Regions from separate parts of the Triticum aestivum genome. Here region 2 is linked to region 1. The links are chromatin contacts, called in public Hi-C maps. All regions are on one chromosome and are shown on one strand. Each heading gives the region's core, a stretch centred on a gene start, on an enhancer-like site or on the middle of the called end of the contact. The rest is flanking DNA. Distances are from core to core; before and after follow the strand shown. Region 1 holds the start of LOC123062832 (OVARIAN TUMOR DOMAIN-containing deubiquitinating enzyme 4). Region 2 holds the start of LOC123062837.

Region 1 (5,679 bases), core at 1,066-3,565:
TTGATCTAAACGTTCTTATATTTGTTTACAGAGGGAGTAATACTCGATAGGCATGTGTCAATTGGGCAAATATCAGTCTAAGGAGAGCCCTCAAATGATGATTATGCACACATTTTATTTTCTATGTAGCAATCCTAGAGGAAAATCAGTGACCAACATAACAAAATAAGATTGTATTCATACTCTGAGAAAGATTGTATTCACATTCGCCGTGAGAATTCAGTTGCTTCGAAGCAATTGTCGGCGAACCATATGTCCATCAGCAAAGCTTTCAGAGTAAAATATTCCAGAATTTACACAAAACACTCCATTTTAAGCTGGACGCAGTGTAAGTTTATGCAGTTAAATTCCCTGACTGGATCAGGAGTTACACACGCGAAGCTTATTATTTATACATCAGCCTCGAAGAAGATCGAACGATAGAGCAGCGAACCCGGGCTGAACCTCCATATGTGCTATACCGTGATCTGCCAACTCGAACGAAACCAAGTTGCAGCAGATGTCGGAATTTATGCGGCTGCCCTAGAGAAGTAGTAGAAGAAGCTTACATAGCGCACCATTCTCCGGTTAGCTACGCTCCTCTCCTGCAAATTGACAGGAGGGAACATTGGTTCCTCAACTCAAAAGAGTAGGCCAAATGTTGTCGGATTTTGCACAGTGTTGTACTAGTAACTTACAGTCTTGGTTGTGTTCTTACAAGAGATGGCTGCAGCGCGTCGTAGTGCCCATAACCGTCGTATAGAACACGGACCGGGTTGTCCTTGCCGTACTCCTGGCCATACTCTGCTATGATCCTGGGGTTATCGGTGCCCTTGGTGTACATGTGGACGGTGATGGGCATCCTGCAAGCAGTGTTGACATTCCTCGTAAGCAATTACATTTCAGAATATAAACCTACAAATTGATTACACATGTAAAGAAAGGTGCCTACCCAAGAACATGTGAGCACATGAGCAGCTCAGGTTCTCCTCCCCAGGCGTGAGGCTTCCTCATCTTCCGCACATAGCTCTCGAAATTGCCTTCGAGGAACCTATCCAAAGATTCACATCGAAAATGATCATGTTACTTTTGATTTTGCAGGAAAGAAAAGATCATGTTTAATTCACTGTTTTAAATTTTTTTGCAGGAAAGAAGACTTCACCATTCGGTATCTCCTCGTCGCTTGATGAACTCATCTGCAACCTGAAACAGGCCGACAGGTGGGTCAGCAATCTCTTTTGCTAAAATTGCAAGGAACGGAACGGAATCATCAAGTGCTGAACCGGTTGAGTGGTTACCTTTGCTCGAAGCTCGTCGGCGAGTTCCTTCTGGGCGCTGTCGCTCGGCGACTGCTTGCCTCTCCTTATGCAGGCGCCATAGGCGACGGACCGGAACAGGCACCTCCCGTCCCCTGTAATTCCTGAAAAATAGTCGAGTTTCCAATGTTCAGAAATGCGGATGGCCGACTCGATCAGTCTGAAAATCACATCAGAATCAACCGCTTGGAGAGTTTCACAGGAACAAACAGCCCCGTAAGCGTGATGCGCCGTACAAAGCACACATCCCAGGTGGGATCACTTTTTTCTTCATAAAGTACAGTTATATATTGATCTTCCTTGTTGAATTTATGTCAAAGGAGATGCATAGATATATAGATAGATAGATAGATAGATACCCAGTTATGCAAAGGCTGCTGCTTTAAAGTTTAAACTAGTCATACAGTGCATGGAGACGGCAAAATATGGAAGGCGAACAAGACCAGGGAGGCATCTTAACTAGTCGATTAGTTTAATAGCGATTCAAATCAACGCCTAAATCTGTTTTCTCCCGCTCTTTCCTCCCCTTTAGACCAGGCTCAAGATCGTACTGATCACAGATAAATCATGGCAACAAGAAGCAAAAGAAAAAACTCTGTTTCTGTCATGATCATCATCGAAACAATCCCCCTTTTCATGCACCAAGACGAGGAAGACGCAGCAAGCAAGACAGAGAAGCAGAGAAGCAGAGGACGTACGGATGGATCGCAGCGGCGGCGGGAGCTCCCGGTCCGACATCCGCCCTGCCGGCGGCGGCGACGGCGGCGGCGATGGGCCGGCCCTCTTCCTCCCCTTGCTCCTCTTCCACGGCAGGGAGGGGAAGCAAGCGGGCGGAAGGAATAACAAGCAAAGCAGGAAGGGAGAGCGAGACGGAGGCAGGAATGTTGCTACAGAAAGTGGCGGGTTGAGGGGGGGACGGGCGTGGAATCGGATTCGCTTTTCAGGCCGCCGGGGCTGGCCGGGTGGAGGCCCTCGCCGCCGCCGCGTCCCATCGAACCGACCGACGGCCGACGCCCCCCTCCCTCCCTCCCTCCCTCCCTCCCTCCGCGGCTGGCTTGGCTTCCCGCCACAAATAACCGGGGGCTCCTAATTAAATCAGATCCCCTCCGGAGCCAGCGGCGCCTTTCGGTGCTCCGCTCCGCTCCTCGAGAGCCGCTCGACCAGGTGAGGTGAAACCCGACGGATGATGCCAAAATTCGCGCGCCTGCCGCGCAATCATCCCGTGCGGAGAACGGGACAGCACGTGAGTGAAAATGAACCTCGCCCTTCCTCCGTGCTGTCGGACGCAAGCCGTGGTGGCCGGTCCTTTTTCCCTCTCACAGTCTCATGCATCCATTCATGTTGGCCCTTGCCATGTCAGTGTCGTTATCTTGGCGAGGCCTCTGCGTCCTTCCACGCAGAGGCAGCAGCCGATGATAATCAGTGACAGGACAAAAAGGAACCCACCCCACCTGGATGAGCAAGCAGCGGGATTACCGTGAGCAAGTAAATAAATCTCCTTGATGAGGAGTCGAGCCTCCCTGAAGAACGAAATTAGCTTCACAGGACCATGGAGCCCACATGTCAGTGAGCAGAGGACCGTCGTGTTGACAAAAGAGAACAAACGGTTGCTTGACTGAAAAGGAAGGGAAGAGAGGCATCATCTCGTAACAAGGCAGGCTATATATACATTGTACAGTGTCATGAGAAGGCGGCAAAGAGGGGGAAAATGCCCTACATCACCCCACCGAGCAGGGGGGGAAGAAGCAGTAGTCTCTTTCAACTTACTTAACCCAAACCCAAAGGAAGGAAGAAGCAGCCACGGCGCCAAAGCGGAAGACGACCCAAGGAAAAAAGGAACAAGAAAGAGGAGATGTACAGATCCTACTGATGATGATGAACCAGGCCCCAAAACCCTGCCTGCTAGAGGCTAGCACTGGTAGAGGGAGAAGCCCCGGTTCTTCCACAGCGAGCTCAGCGTCCGCCCCAGCTTCCTCGACTTGGACTTGCACAGCGGCTTCGACTCCCGGTGGCACACCATCACCCCGCCGCCGTTCCCGCCCTCCGGCGCGGCCTGCTGCGGCGGTGCCTGCTGCTGCGACGCGGCTTGCTGCCCCCCGCCGTCCCGTTGCCGCTGCTCCCGGAACAGCTTCAGCAGCTTCTGGGCCTTCTCCCGGCCCCGCCCCGTGCCGGTCGCCGAGATGGAGACCAGCGACGGCACCACGCCCTCCTGCAGCACCGGCGCGATGCACTTGTCGTCCGCCGCGCACATCGCCAGGAGGCACGACACCGCCTGCTCCTGCTCCGTCGGCTCCCCCGTGTCCAGCAGCATCGCCAGCGTGCTCACCAGCCCCGGGGTGGACATGATCTCCTTCCTGCCGGCCTGGGTCGCCGCCAGGCTGATGGCCACCGCCAGGGCCTTCTCCGTCCACCCGATGCCCTCGGACACCGAAGAGTCCGTCAGGAGCGTGTGGAGCGCGTCCACGATGCCGGCCGACAGGAGCGACGGGATGCTGGCCTGGTAGGTGGAGAGGTTGTACAGCGTGTAGAGAGCATCATGCTTGCAGGAGCTGGCTTTCGGGTCGCAGGCGTCGTGGTTGTACAGACGGTCCACTAGGAATGGCACAGCCTGGGTGGAAGCGATGACGCTCTTCGCGTCGGTGAGGCAGGAAAGGTTAAGGTAGAGCGCCGTGGCTGCAGCAGCTAGGCGTGGATTCGATGTCATCTGCTCAAGTAGTTCGACTATCCCAGCAGACAACAGAAGTCCCTTGTTTCTGAAATAAACAAGCATAGGGTTTGTAAGCAAAAACTGGAAATTCAGAAGTTCAAGGTCAACTAACTAGCTGCAAATGACAAGCACCATTTAACTGAAAAATACATGGCATACCTATTATTATTGACTGCAAGGTTAAAAAGAGCCATGGCACCAACTTCTTGTGCCTTCTCATTTCCTTCTTCCACAGAATACCTTAAGAACTGAACTAGGGCCTCAGCGAACCCATTTGAGCCCATCTGGATCCTTGCTTCCTCATCATCTTTCAGCAGATATCTTATCTGCTCAACCAATCTGCACTGGCTCAGTATGTTGTTTCTTTCATTAAGCACCAGCAGCAAGTTCCGATACCCCTCATTCATATCAAACTCAAAACAAGAGCTATCATCCAATGTGCCTGATTCGCTGTTCATCGGTTCTTCCTTTCTCTCGTTCTCCAGGGGAACCACCTTGACACCCTTGATGTTGCTAGTGTCAAAACTATCGACAGACACACAGCCCGTCGCCTGGGAGTCAGATAAAGCAAGCCTCCAATTTACATCAAAGGATCCCGGTGGACCATCTGGAACTGGAAAATCATTCTGCTCGCACCAGCTGGAAATCATGGCCTTAACACAGTAGTTTGGAGTCAAAGACAAGTGGGCCAGTTGTTGCTGAGTCTTGGGACATGTGCTGTGACCATCATTAAACCATTTTTCAATGCAAACACGCTCATAAGTCTGACCAGACGAAACAATAACCGGGTCATACATCAGCTGCAAGGAAATGGGACATCTGAGTTCCTCGGGAGGGATCGACATGTTTTCGGACCTTGGACCACTAGGCCTACAATTGAATGATCCAAGCCTCGAATTGAAAGACCCAAACCTCGAATTAAATGATTGAATGCTCGAAAGCTGTCTACTGAATGCTCGGCTGTTTCCGCAGGGGCCATACATGTCATCCATGCCTAATACTGTAGGTGAACATGGGGCTGATCCTTGAGAATCGGTATCATCGCCTGCTTCACTTCTGAAAAATTTCGAGTATTTCCTCATGAGATTGTATAGGTAGGACACAACAAACTCCTTCCGCTTATCATCTCCAGAACGAGCCTTTTCAATTAGCTTCTTGAGGGCTCTTCTCTCAGTCAATGCTGCCCTGGAAGAAGTAATTCCCAGCTTCAGAGCAGCCATATGAAAGACCTCAAGCTCCCCACTATCGCTGGAACTGTTCATTTTACTGTTTCTCTGGAGCAAATTGATCACCTCATCACCAGCTTCCTTCTCTGATTGATCCAATGTAAATACAACCTCCTCCAACTCACCAATGATCTCTACAATCTGTTGCGCACAGACAGGATCAGGATGTCAGGACATAGCACGCAAATTTACTAAATGGTTTAACCATAAAACAACTGGTGCATAATGTGGGATTTGTAGTCCAAGGAAACCAAACAGAAGCACAATTTAGTTGTGCTAATTAGGATTTTACACAACATACCTTATGGCCAATATCTTCGGTTACTATGCTTTCGACACGCCGAAGACTTTCCTGAAGTTGGCTTCTTGATTTCTCAAACTTCAAATGCACAGTTTCTGCGGTGATGGCCTGAAAGTGGATATTATCAGTGTAAGAGTTTCGCAGTTTAAT
Region 2 (5,679 bases), core at 1,987-4,486, 210 kb before region 1:
CTGATGACCCAAAACAGCTTTCATGAGAAACTAATGAGCAGCTGCTACATTTCAGCAACTGGCCATCTTTACCACATGTTATGCATAAATCTTGTTCCGTAAAGCCCTGAGTGGAACCATTGGCATCTTTATCCTGACTACAGGACGGCATATTGAACATCAATGATAGAAGACAAGCGGCTGCAAACCCACTGGGACTGTCATTGGAGCGGTGCACATTTGATGTCGCATTGCAGCAAGGAGAAACTAGAGCAGTCTTCCTACCATAGGATGTATTATTTTCCAAGATGTTGCCGTCATCATGTAGTGCTGGATTGGCTTTGTCAGCAAAACTGACTTCCAGAAGAACCTTATCTTTCTTCTCCTTAAACAATGTAGAAGGCCCTGTGGCATTCTCTTGTAGAAGGTTGGTTTCAGATTTATCTCCTTGAACAGCCCCGTTGCAGCTAACAGAAGGTACAACACCAGCAGTTCGCAGATTCCGTTCATTATGACCAGAATCCTTTTCCACTGTCTCAATCCTAGCACTACCCTCATCCAAAACATGACTTGCTTTCTCACTGCTGTCATGTTGCAGTGAACTCCTTCGAGTTTTTCTGCCATGTAGTTCTGCAATTACGCCTGTACCATCCACAGTAACAAACTCAGGCAAGGATCTTGTTTCAGATGTAGTTGCCAGTAAAGCATCAGTGCTTCTGTCAGAATCTGGAGCCACCGTAGCCTGCATGGTCAATCCTTCATGGCTGAGATTCTTTGATAAATGAATGTTGGTGCCATTACCATGTGATCTCTCTCCATCATTATCATGGAATGAATTTTTGTACTTGTCTCCACAGGATTCTTGTTGAAGAATGGTAGTTGGACTCTTTTCTTGGGACATGGTAGTCTCCGCCGCAACCTGCTTTGACATAAGTCCAGTATTACCTCGAAGCAAAGCAGCACTGCAGGTAGCTGAAGCAGGCTCGGCTGTAATGGGCATGTTTCTATTATCACTACTTGGACTCGTTTGTGCGGATCTGACACTGACACCAACACCAATAGTATCTTCTTGAGGGCGGTCGTAACACCGCATAGATGGTTCATGGAAATCGGGAGTTGGCACCATAGGATCCTTCTGCACATTTCTTGTGAAAGTTTCGCTCACAAAATCGGTTACACTCTCTCGCTGAAGATCAGAACTATCTGTAGGGCACCCATGCCTCTCAGCATTTACATCATGATCCGGGTTGATACTGCACAGCGACTGGTCAATGCCATTGTTCTTGCCACCCTTCTCCACTGGGGGCGGTGGGACCATACACGTGATGTCTGTGTTCACTTCTCTAAGCTGAACATAAAACGAGAAGATTAATCATACGTGAAGCGAGTCTTTTTATTTTCAGTTTTGAGAATAATTTTTTTGACATACCAGCTCAAAAGAAGTTTCTGGTAAAGCCGGTGTCTTGATGCATATAAACTTTTGGATATCCTTGCTAAAAGGCAGAAGCATATCTTTCTCCAAGCTTCCTGAAGTACCAACCTGCAGATATTACATTCATGTAAAGCAAAAAACTCAAAAACATCTGGACACTAGCTAAATAGCAGCATGTATTAGCTACCACAAATTAAAGACACCAGAGCATATGATGATTGTTTCGCCAAGGTACAAGGAGTGGTAATCATAAAAGAGCACCGGATATAACCATTAGAAACATGCATAATTATGTGATGTGCAATATCTAACGGCATCCCTGCTCCTTACACAAGTTAAAGAATTTAAATATTCAACTGTAAAGTGATGCTGTTATGATCTAGGGACATCGTAAACGTATAACTTGCTAGAATACCCTTTGCTGAGGTAATGTCTGTTGGGCGTTGGCACTTGGAAGGACTTGAGACACAATTGCCAAGGGATATATCATGTTTCATATCACAAGAAACATGAGCTCAAATAATAACATCGTCTAGCCTAGCAAGTAGCAAAATTGGTGAACTACAGCACTGGATCAATGAACAACTCATTAGGTACAAGCAGACAAGTTCTCCACAGAGAACATGACATATTAAAGGTGTATGCTTGCTTTCAGCCTCACAAAAGCCCACTACTGTTGACTAAATACCAAAAATGAGATGCCTGTCAGAATTTAGAACGCTGCCATATTTTGAGCCATTGATAAGCACACATTATTACATACTGCAAACAATACGCAAAGTATGCTCTTGTTATGTTCGTGGCTATTGTCACTGAACACAATCACTTCATGAATCAGTGAAAACATAACTCTACCACCTATGGAAGAAATGCAAAACTAAATAACAAGCCCCATCCGTGGAATCAATTGCTCTTGTTATGTTCGTGGCTATTGTCGCTGAACACAATCACTTCATGAATCAGTGAAAACATAACTCTACCACCTATGGAAGAAATGCAAAACTAAATAACAAGCCCCATCCGTGGAATCAATTGCTGATTCGCTGTATAGTGGAGCCCGTCGTCTCCAACTTTTAACTGCAAGGACTACATTTCGGCCACCGGATGAATCAACCTTGAATGAGCATGTTTTGCATTCTTTAAGGAAGGAATTAAGATTATGAGTTGTGGTCTGACTTTGCATCATGATCTGGACAAGATTTAATCTAACTAGCACAATACTTAGGAGCAAATGCAGAGACGGTGTCTTCCATCTTGCTATACTTTTGTGTCTGAACCAAATTTCAATCACTTTACTACACAAGTATTATTCCAGTTATGACAAAAGGTAAACCAAAAATCTGAAGCTATGAACCACCAGAATGCACGTGGTAACAAAAGCACCGCATACCTGTCCGAGCAACTCAATCAGCAATTCCTCGCAAGAGCGTGTGGCATCAACCCTAAGCGTCCCGCCCCCCGCCACCCCCGCCGCCGCCGCCGCGGCCTCGCCCTCGCCATCGCCCTCGCCCGGGCCGGCGAGGGAGACGACCTCCTGCAGGCATCGGAGCGCAACCCGCTCCCGCGTCTCCTCCGGTGCGCCCGCGAGGGACTCCGGCAAGACGCCCACCAGCGCTGCGGAGCACCGATAACCCTAGGTGAGATCATTGAAAGCGTCGAGGTGGTCGGAATAGGCAGAGCGTCCTCTCACGGTGCTGATAATACCTTTGATGAGGGAGAAGTCGAGGGCCTCGTCGCCGGCGAGGGCGTCGGCCACCCAGTGGGCGGCGAAGCGGCAGGCGGAGAAGGGGGTCGGCATTGTGAAACACCCAGAGGAGTTTGAGGGGCAAAACTTGCAAAAAAAAAAATGCTCCACTTCTTTTATTTGGCAGATCAAACGGAGCGCGGCGTCGCGCCCGGCCGCGGCACGGACTGGGCCGTCATTTCGTTACTTTTCTCCGTACGTGGGCTGGCCCAGCAGCGTGAGATTCCCCCCAGGCCCGGCCCTGAGGGAGCGCTACAGCCCATTGGGCCTGGCCGAAACAATTCCGCACAGCGCGGGCAGACAGTTTCGCTGCCCGTCCGTAGAGCCGCCGCCGGCAGCCGAGGTTCCTCGCACAAAAATCAAGCGCTCGATTCTTTCTTCTCCTCATCACATTGACGCTCGCTTCACCCTGGTCGTCAGGCAGGCACGGGCTCGGCGGCGCCGGGCACGCTCCACCGCGACGGCGGCGGCTGATTGACCGGCACTCGCGGCAGCAGATGCACAGTGCGTGTTCCGAACTTTTCTTAATCTTTTTCTCCATTTTAGTAGTACTTCCGATCTCTCCTGGTAATTGAGAATACAGTATGATTCTTAGTTATTGATCGATTAGTTCATCCTAGGCTCTTACCAGTCGATCAAATTTAAGCAGTAGTTTCGCAAATTTAGCGATCGTTCTAATTATCCTGGTGGTAGAGTCGTACCACAATCATCCGTAGCGCCATGATCAAAACCTTGGCGGCGAATCTGGCATGCTGTTATTGGATGCAAATAAAAACCTTGCACGGAAGAAATAGGCATGCATGGCAGTGCCTTCTTATTTCTTTGTCTGGTCATTGACCAATATACAGAGAGGTTCTTTTAGAATTGAAATACTTTTCTGAGAGTACGCAAATTGCATGTAATAGTTTATATATATATATATATATATATATATATATATATATATATATAAAGAATTATAAGTATAAGGCGACTACCACTCGCTGCGAATAATAAGCATAGCACAAGCTCACATCCGGCTAGTCAAACGGCGGCCCCCCACGACAACACAAACTACAACACAAAAGAGCCTACCCAAAACCGAGAACCTCGTTGCGTCTCGATCGACATCGTTCTCCTCCGAAGAACATCAGCTCCTGTCAAGCTTCTCTTGTCGACGCACCATCCCCCTTGATGCCTAAGGAGGTGGCAAGAGATTGGCAGGACTCGATCTGACCCGAGGAAGGTACCGTCTTGGATTCACCATCCGGAGAAGAACACGATCAAGACAACGGCGAACACCGGAGGAGCACAACATAGGAACTCCATGTCTCCTAGCACGATGTTCCCAACAGAAGGACAATGTCGAAGACGCCGCCATCATACCGATCCAGCATCGAATCGAGTCTTTTGCCCAGAGACAACTGCCAACACCAAGCAAGCGAGGGAAATGGCAACACACTCAGCGACGCCTCCAGGGAGGGAAACGACACCCACGGGTGCCATCATCGCCGACCCAGCCAAAATAGAACAAGATTTTCATCCGTAGTGTCGTGCATCTCCACTCCTCCAAGGTTTCAGGCAGCACTGCCCAAGATGCCTTATCCTCCACAGCAAATTGTCATCGAAGCCGTGCAGCAATGGACCTCCCCCACCCACACTGTCGAGATACCGCGACCTAGACCACCACCGACAACTCATACGAGGAGCAACCACAACCAGCCATGTTGTGCCAGGGCCAGATCCACCGTGTCGGCCTTCACACCCACACCAGGGACTGCCACCAGTTCGGATCTGACCAGCAACACCGACCAGACCCCGACGCGAACTCTCTCGAGGCAACATCGAGACGCCCCTCACATGGAGGCAGCCGACGGCCCGCTGCCCGCCAGGATTTTTCCTGGTCGGGCCTCCTCGGCGCCGCCACCTCCACGGCGCCGCCACCTCCACGGCTAAGCTCGTGCCGCCGCCACGAGCAGTGCCAGCGCACCACCCTCCTCCATCGCCCCGCCGCGCTCCCCCCTTCGCCCCTTATCTCTTCATCATCGTCGGTTCCGTTACTTGTGGTATTCGTTTAGAATCTTGTTGACCCTACTCGCTTACTCCTGTTTTTCTTATTTCTTTTTCAACATAATTAATTAGCACTTTCTTGAAAGAATGGGGTTCTCTCTGGGGCACACGCGCTCTTCCTTTTTGAGAAAGATGGGCTTGTTTTTTGTTCAATAAGTTCTATTGCTTTGACACATTTAGTATATAACATAATATATATAAGAAAAGTATTAAAGACAGAGGGCATTCTGTTGTACAGCTACTTTGCTATAGTTACAAAGGTAACCGGTAGGTGACTGTTGAATCGCCAGGAACCACCGTCCCGTCGAGCTCCCCGCCGTGCTCCGACGGCCATCACCTCAAAACGTGCCGCTGGCCACTCCACCACCATGGCAACCTTGGAGACGCCCGCTCCACGTGAAGGGAGGCCATCGAGGGGGCTCAGCCACCACCGCCGCCTTCATCGACCGAGTGTGGCCACCGGCGGCGGCAACAG

The links. Hi-C and Micro-C count contacts between places; a contact is called where the count stands out from the background.
Region 2: a contact with region 1 is called in a Hi-C map of leaf, with 5 times the contacts expected there. The contact joins the promoter of LOC123062837 here to the promoter of LOC123062832 in region 1. A contact is called at or near these places in 2 of 5 Hi-C or Micro-C datasets (both in leaf).

Annotation. Positions count from the first base shown.
Region 1 is chr3A:642,404,584-642,410,262 of IWGSC CS RefSeq v2.1, reverse strand. LOC123062832 (OVARIAN TUMOR DOMAIN-containing deubiquitinating enzyme 4) reads right to left here and starts at 2,315. Exons shown (of 6, transcript XM_044486507.1): 1 at 1,994-2,315; 2 at 1,278-1,399; 3 at 1,142-1,182; 4 at 932-1,030; 5 at 678-842; 6 at 159-584. The coding sequence starts at 2,033. The coding sequence ends at 572. LOC123062831 (U-box domain-containing protein 45) reads right to left here. Exons shown (of 6, transcript XM_044486505.1): 4 at 5,530-5,637; 5 at 4,162-5,369; 6 at 2,940-4,048. The coding sequence ends at 3,205.
Region 2 is chr3A:642,610,740-642,616,418 of IWGSC CS RefSeq v2.1, reverse strand. LOC123062837 reads right to left here and starts at 3,236. Exons shown (of 6, transcript XM_044486511.1): 1 at 3,116-3,236; 2 at 2,802-3,025; 3 at 1,409-1,519; 4 at 1-1,327. The coding sequence starts at 3,209. It also overlaps the pseudogene LOC123062838.